Linked DNA regions of Mus musculus: region 1 is linked to region 2. Evidence: chromatin contacts called from public HiChIP or PLAC-seq data. All regions are on one chromosome and are shown on one strand. The core of a region is the stretch at or near the end of the contact, and the rest is flanking DNA. Distances in the headings are between cores, read along the strand shown. Region 1 holds the start of Xrcc2 (X-ray repair complementing defective repair in Chinese hamster cells 2). Region 2 overlaps Prkag2 (protein kinase, AMP-activated, gamma 2 non-catalytic subunit).

Region 1 (3,420 bases), core at 866-3,365, 610 kb after region 2:
TGTCTTACTTAATATCTGTCTATGACAAAGAGGCAGCTCTGTAGCTTCTTTTTTCCCAGTGAAAACCAGACACCGTTATCAATATTTATTGTGTATTATGAAGTTGCCATGTTCAGTGCATTTAGAGAAAAGCCTGGTGGGTGACCTGGGAGGGAAGTGAGAAACAGTATTGTGGTGTGTGTGTGTGTGTGTGTGGTGAGTGTGTGGTGTGTGTGTGTGTGGTGTGTGTGTGTGTGCATGTGTGTGTGTGCGTGTGGTGAGTGTATGTGTGTGTGTGTGTGTGTGTGTATGGTGTATGTGTGCGTGTGTGGTGAGTGTGTGTGTGTGTGGTGTGTGTGTGTGTATGGTGTATGTGTGCGTGTGTGGTGAGTGTGTGTGGTGTGTGTATGTGTGTGGTGTATGTGTGTGTGTGTGTGTGTGGTGAGTGTGTGTGGTGTGTGTGTGTGGTGTATGTGTGTGTGTGTGTGTGTGTGTGTGGTGAGTGTGTGTGGTGTGTGTGTGGTGTGTGGTGTGTGTGTGTGTGTGTGGTGTGTGTGCATGTGTGTGTGTGTGTGTGTGTGTGTGTGTGCGTGTGTGTCCGTCAGGCTGGGTTTACACAGGGAGATGCGTACTCCACCTATTTCTTAAAGCTCGCTTCCCAACATTGTCTTTGTTCCGACTCTACAGAACCACTGGCTGTTCCCCTAAAGCAACCTTCTTAACGCTTCAACCCCGTAGCACAGTTCCTCCTGCTGCAATGACTCCCAACCATACAATTATTTTTGAAGCTACTTCCTAACTGTCATTTTATTACTGTTATGAATTGTAATGTAAATATTTTTTGAGATAGAGGACTGCGAAAGGGGCAGTGACCCACAGGTTGGAACTGCTGCCCTTGCTAAGTTCAGACCATACCTGAGCTGCTCCCTCCTCAGCAGCAAACCACTGAACAGTCCTTACAGTGCCAGTTCAGGGGCTGGGAACGGTAGCTCTGGTGGCAGATCCCATGCCTAGGAATCATGAAAGCCTGGATTCCATCCTTGGCAGTGGATAACAGGGCACTGTAGCACACACTTGTAATCCTAGCATTCCGGAGGCAGGACGGTCAGAAGTCGAAGGTTAGGGGCCAGAGAGATGGATTTCAGTTAAGAATGGGTTTTGCTCTTACAGAGAACATGAGTTTGGCTCAGATAACTCAATTGCTAATAACCCCGGCTCCTGATCATCTGACACCTTTTCCTCTGGCCTCCAAATTCATCTACACACATGGGTACATACCAACCCACAGACACACATTCATTTACATAATTTCTACAAATAAATAACTAGGACAAGGTTATACTCAGCTGCACGGCAAGCTCAAGGCCAGCGTGAGCTACCTGGATCCCCTCTGAATACATTTAAGTTAGCTCCTCCTACAATTTGTCTTACCCTCTTTTGGAGAGGCATGCTTTTACCATATGCTGTATATTTTACAGAAGCTTCGATTATTACATTTTGTTTTGTGAGAGAGGGTCTCACTATAGAGCCCTGACTGGCCTGGACCTACCTATATAAAGGCTAACTTCAAACTCATAGAGATCTGCCTGCCTCCGCCTCTTTAGTGCTAGGATTAAAGGCGTGTACCACCATGCCTGTTGATTAATTTTGTTGTTGTTGCTTCTTATTCCCAACTCTTGGCTGACAGTACTCGAACAAGTAACACACGTTAACGTTTAACGGTTCCTGAGTGAAATGGCTTGCGTGGCTCTGGAGAGATAGACGACAGGGGTATTCTGGGATACAGAAGGCCGGATGCCACAAACAGGTTAGTTAGAGGTGAAGCAAGCTACCTAAATTTAGAAAACGTCTACTGATGCCTCAACTGGTGGTCCTCCCTTCCCCAGCTCCTGCTGCACGGCTCGCCATCCCTGACCGGTTCACTGGCGGCTGTCGCGCCGCCCCACGGTGGCCCTGGGCGCCGCTCGGCGACCTCCCCCTGTAGTGCGCGGCCCTCCCGTCGCCCCGCGGCTCTCACCTCTGTCCCGGATTCCGCTCTGCGAAAGTCGCTACACATCGCCCGGCCAGCTCCGCGGGTTCAACCTACCCGCCAGCAACGCCATTTAGCAAAAGCGCGAAAGACGCAGCCAGTCAAAGCAATGACCCTGTGTGCGCGTGCGCACTGTGCGGGCTCGGAGCCAGAGAAGCCGAGGGCATGCGCAGTAAAGCTGCGGCGCCCTCTTGGTGACGCCAGTCTCCTGCGTTTCCTTTAGTCCTTATGGTCCTTATGTTATCTTCAGTTACTCATCTCGACGGGTCTTTATCAGGCAAAATTAACATGTACGTGATTTCTAAATCTTATTTAGTTTTTTGTTTTTGTTTTTTAGAGACGAACTTCCTATGTAGTCGTGGCTGTCCTGGAATTCACTATGTAGACCAGGCTGGCCTCGAACTCACAGAAGTCTGCCTGCCTCTACCTCCTGAGTGCTGGGATTAAAGGCGATCACCACCACTGCCCGTGCTTACTTGTTCTAAAGAAACTTAAAGTACATCTTCCTGCCACGGTTGTGTATGCCTGTGATCCTAGCACTCGGGAGGCTGAGGCAGAGAATCACCAAGAGTCGGATCAGGCTATAGTTTGGGCTGTAGTATGAGATTGTGTCTCAAAGGTACTAGGACAAAAGTTTACTGATTTGGGCTTTTGGTGTGTCAGTGGTCCCAACAACTCCTGAGGCTGAAGCCAGATAATAGTTCGAGCCCAGGAGACTACTCTGGGCAGAACAGCATAACCAGATTAACAGGAGAAGTAACACCGTTACTGAGCAAGCTCGCTCTTCTTGTCCTTTCTTGAGGCAAAAGCCTATGACTGGCTGTGGTATTTATAGATAACTGGGGTGGGAAGAGAAAAATGTATATTGAATTGAAAAGAACTGTGGAAATACACTGAGCCTGTGAAGTTTTCAAGCTCTTGGTTTGGTTAGGTTTGTTGTTTGCCTTTTGTTTGTTTTCTTTCTTTCTCTCTCTCTCTCTTTCTTTCCTCCTTTCTTTTCTCTCTTTTCTCTCTTTTCTTTCTTTCTTTCTTTCTTTCTTTCATTCTTTCTTAGATATTTTCTTTATTTACATTTCAAATGCTATCCCCAAAGTCCCCTATACCCTCCCCTCGCCCTGCTTCCCAACTCACCCACTCCCATTGTCTGGCCCTGGCATTCCCCTGTACTGGGGCATATGATCTTTGCAAGACCAGGGTCTCTCCTTCCATTGATGGCCGACTAGGCCATCCTCTGCTACATATGCAGCTAGAGACACAGCTCTGGGGGAGGGGTACTGGTTAGTTCATATTGTTGTTCCTCCTATAGGGTTGCAGACCCCTTTAGCTCCTTGGGTACTTCCTCTAGCTCCTTCATTAGGGGCCCTGTGTTCCATCTGATAGATGACTGTGAGCATCCACTTCTGTATTTGCCG
Region 2 (3,726 bases), core at 429-2,928:
AAGCAGAGGATGTATGTGGGCCTGGCGGTGGGCCTCACCTGTGGAGTTGAGAAATTTTCTTCTCTTCTCAACTTGGTTATAATAGAAGACCCAAGTCTGAGCTCCCGGTTTACCACTAGCAAACCATAGGACCATGGTGGGTCACAGCAATAGGCAGGCTGATCCAGTGAGAAGTTTCTGTTCTCCCTGGGCTCCCAGGAAGTACCACACGCCCTCTGGGCCACTTCCTCTCCTCAGCAATCCAACGGAAGGCCACCTGGCCAAGTTCTTCTCTTAGACTGTTTGGTACCACTGTTCACGGCTTCTCTGAAGCACGGCTGAGAATATTTTATTACTTGTGCCCCAAGGTCACTTAAGAAATCTCAAACTACATTTAACAAGCAAGAATGGTGTGGAGACAAATAACCTCTCTATTCTCCTGATCCTGGCTTCCCTCCCAGGCCAAAATATCACTTTGGACACTCATTCATCCTTACTGATAGAAACAGGATGCTATCAAATGCCTACCTGTGGGAGAACCAGCTCCCCTCACGCCTCTCCTCAGACCACCCTGGACCCAGTGAAGGCATAGGCAGCTGGAGAACCAATCTGAATGTTCTTGCTTCTTAGACTCTGTGGTACCAAGGGATCACGAACCGCCACGGCACAGAGTACATACAAACACAAGAATAGGCAGACCCCATCCGCGGGTCTCACTGGTTGCATGCCCTTGTGATCAACAGGTGGTCCATCTATCCTTGCCTGGTGAGCGACGTGAACAGCTGAGGTAGGGTTGCTCTCACCTAGCTCTCTGTCTTCTACTTCTGACCAGATCTGATCCCCTCTGGTAGAAACAGGTTGTGACCACTGGAGAGTAGCCTGGAGTCTTCTTCTGCCCAAGGACTTATCATGTGGCACTGAGCCAGCACAATGGCAGTCCAGCGCAGATGATCTCTTATCTTCCACAGTTGGTGGTCTTGTTCAGGTTCCCTGTGCTGTGTGGATACCTTTCTTTGTTTTCTTTCAATGGCTCTCCTCAAATAACACTTAGAAAAAGGTGTTACAATTGCCAGTGTCCACTGAGGGCTGACCAACAAGCTCCAGGCTGACCGGAGAGAAGTGGAAACCCTCTGTCATTGCCTGTCCCCAGCACACACTTCATTAAGGTAACTTTACAAGCAGCTTATAGCTTGAAAAACTTTCTGAAAAATGAACGGGCAATGAGGTGATGTTTCTTGGCAGTTGTTTTCTCTCCCATTTCCTAAATCCTTCTCTGATCCACTCAGCTCCCTAGCAGGGATGTTCAGTCAGACACTTGGGAAGCCCATCGAAGAGTCTCACCCTCCCAGAGCTGGTACTCTTGGCTTCCCCCGTGTTTGTGTCCAGCTCCTTTAACCTAAAATATGAAGCACAAACTCAACCACCCAGGAAACACCCGGTCTGCCCATTTTTCCCTTAGTCGCCCACCAATCTCCAGAGTCAGCATCTGTTGGTGCGTGGCAATACAAGCTGGTAAAGAAGCAATGAGCATGGAGGTCAGAACGGGCCTTCACCTGCTTGGTTAACCATCTGTGACCACATTCAGAGATCAGTAGAGGAGCCACGTGAAAGGGGAGTCATGTCCCTTGGGCTAAACCACAGGGAACTCTCAGAGGTGCCTACGTAGTCAGAGCAGAGGAAATGGTTAAACTTTAGCTGGCTGTGCATGCCCCACAAGCTGGGAAGCACCTCCAGTTAGCCTGCTTGCCCATTCAAATTGTACTCATCTCTTCCTCTACTTTGAAAATAACTAAATCTCCATCTTACTTCCTGTTGACAGAAAGCCTTCTCTGCCAACTCATGGCTTGCCACAGACCAATGGAATAGCATCTGGGCCACAGGCTCTTGCCAGGGCCCTGATGTTTTGGTGTTCTCTAGCTGGGCAGTGAAGTTGTTGATGAATGTTTAGTTCAACAGAGTCCGATTTGCTCTCAGTAGCCCCGGATTCCTGCCTGCTTTCCTGACCGGCAGCATGCCACTCTTACTGTGGGAAGCTTGCCTAGTGATCCTGAGGCATGGAAGTAGTAAGGAAGGGCGGTCTCATAGAGGCCTTCTCTTGTGCCAGGAGGGCAAGCAGGAGGGATGCCACACGGTGAGGACTGAAATTTTAGAAAGAGAGAAATGTCTTGCTAGACATGTAGATGAAGAGCTACACATTTGCTGCCAGGTAGTGTGGCTGCAGCTCTTTTCAAGTCCATGCTCTCAATCCTGTGCCAGGTGGGTGGTGCAGAAAATGGCAGCTCAATGACCTACACTATCCACAGCCCAAGAAGCCAGAGGGTGTGGTTAAAGTCCTAGCCCACAGAAGCTGTGTATGACCTTGTTTAAAGTAGGAGCTAAACTAGATGATGTCATTAGGGTAGACCCTAATCCTTTATGGCTAACATTCTTTTAGGAAGAAGACATGTTAGCACAGCCACCCCAAGGGTAAAGGCCACATAAGACAGAAGCAATGTTGGAGCGATGTGCAAGGCAGTGCAAGCAAGGGGGAGACAGCACAGAGAATCCCACTAACACCTTGACACTGGACTTTTGGCCTCTAGACGTAATAAAGGTAGGTTCTTGTGGCTGCAGGTCACCTAGTTTGAGGGGCTGTGTTACAACAGATCCAGGAACCCAACCCAATGGGGTCCCAACCTGAGAGGCACTATACAAACATTACCTTCTCTGTTCCAATAGAGACTTGTGTGCATGGGCATGAGGTGGGGGGGGGGGGGACAAGTGGGTATTCCCTAGCCTGGCCACAAGGGGCCCTTCTTTCTGCTGCTGCTCTGAACTAATCCATCCACCATGGAAATCCTAGTATGGTGGGACTGGGTGAAACCTGCACACATGGTAAAGGCTGTGGAACAGAAAGCCATCAAGGGAACAAGGGGCATCTCTACTTCCTCCCAGTTTCCATTCTGCCATTCTCTCCTAAGGCCCGTTCTGGGTATACACTCTAGTCCTTCTGTACCTAAGATCACAGGACATTAGCAAACACTACGCTACAAAGATCCCAGACTGCTCTTCTGTCTGGTCCCTGGGGAGCTTCATGCTGCTTTATTTATGCCCAGCCTGTTGTGTAGCCGGGACAGGGCAAGGCCTGGGGACTTCAATGGCACAAGATGTCCATGGCCCCTAACTCCCTACAAGGGTAACCATAGGCACCTGCTAGCTAATAGATTCTGCTACTGCTTTCTGCTTTCAAATATGGCGGCAAAGCAGCAGGCTTTGATTCTCATTCTCTCTCTCTCTCTCTCTCTCTCTCTCTCAGTTCTCTACATCTGCTGGAAAGTTCTCTCAGTCTGGGTTGATCTCTGGGATCAGTTCGAAACTCAGCTGCGATGGGAGTCACAACAGTTTATGTGCCCAGCTGACCTCACAGTGGCCAAATATGGAGGACAATGTGGCTATGTGTCTACCAGGCAGTTCAGGGGGCCTCAAGTCCAGTGGTTTCTCCAGCCTGTTGGTCACAACAGGACTCAGGACATGGAGCCATAGACTGCTTGCAGACAAGGGGGCCACAGGTCACAGTGGGAGGAACCTGAGTACAGTTAATAAACCAATAACTAAATCTCTAGATCTAACTAATGTCTAATACACATAATTCTATTATATACTGTTTAAATTATATGAATTTTAGTGTTGTGTATATATACTATGTTATATATATTTATGTATTATATAATATATAACAAATGTACATATGTCATATATGTACACACA

The links. HiChIP or PLAC-seq counts read pairs in DNA pulled down with a chosen protein or histone mark.
Region 1: a contact with region 2 is called in an H3K4me3 HiChIP or PLAC-seq map of bone marrow-derived macrophages, with 9 times the contacts expected there. The contact joins the promoter of Xrcc2 here to the enhancer-like site in region 2. A contact is called at or near these places in 5 of 39 promoter capture datasets (cranial neural crest, embryonic stem cells, maxillary cranial neural crest and 1 more) and 3 of 115 datasets of contacts at active chromatin or transcription factors (bone marrow-derived macrophages and embryonic stem cells).

Annotation. Positions count from the first base shown.
Region 1 is chr5:25,703,682-25,707,101 of GRCm38.p6, forward strand. Xrcc2 (X-ray repair complementing defective repair in Chinese hamster cells 2) reads right to left here and starts at 2,116. Exons shown (of 3, transcript NM_020570.2): 1 at 1,997-2,116. The coding sequence starts at 2,035.
Region 2 is chr5:25,091,188-25,094,913 of GRCm38.p6, forward strand. The region is part of intron 1 of Prkag2 (protein kinase, AMP-activated, gamma 2 non-catalytic subunit); the gene reads right to left. Among named protein-coding and RNA genes, the nearest start is that of Gm42232, 7.0 kb to the right of the region's middle. Within about 2 kb of position 1,679, at least 35 of the 459 cell types and tissues checked have an H3K27ac peak or open chromatin away from gene starts, as enhancers often do. A contact at or near this core is called in bone marrow-derived macrophages, where this site is marked.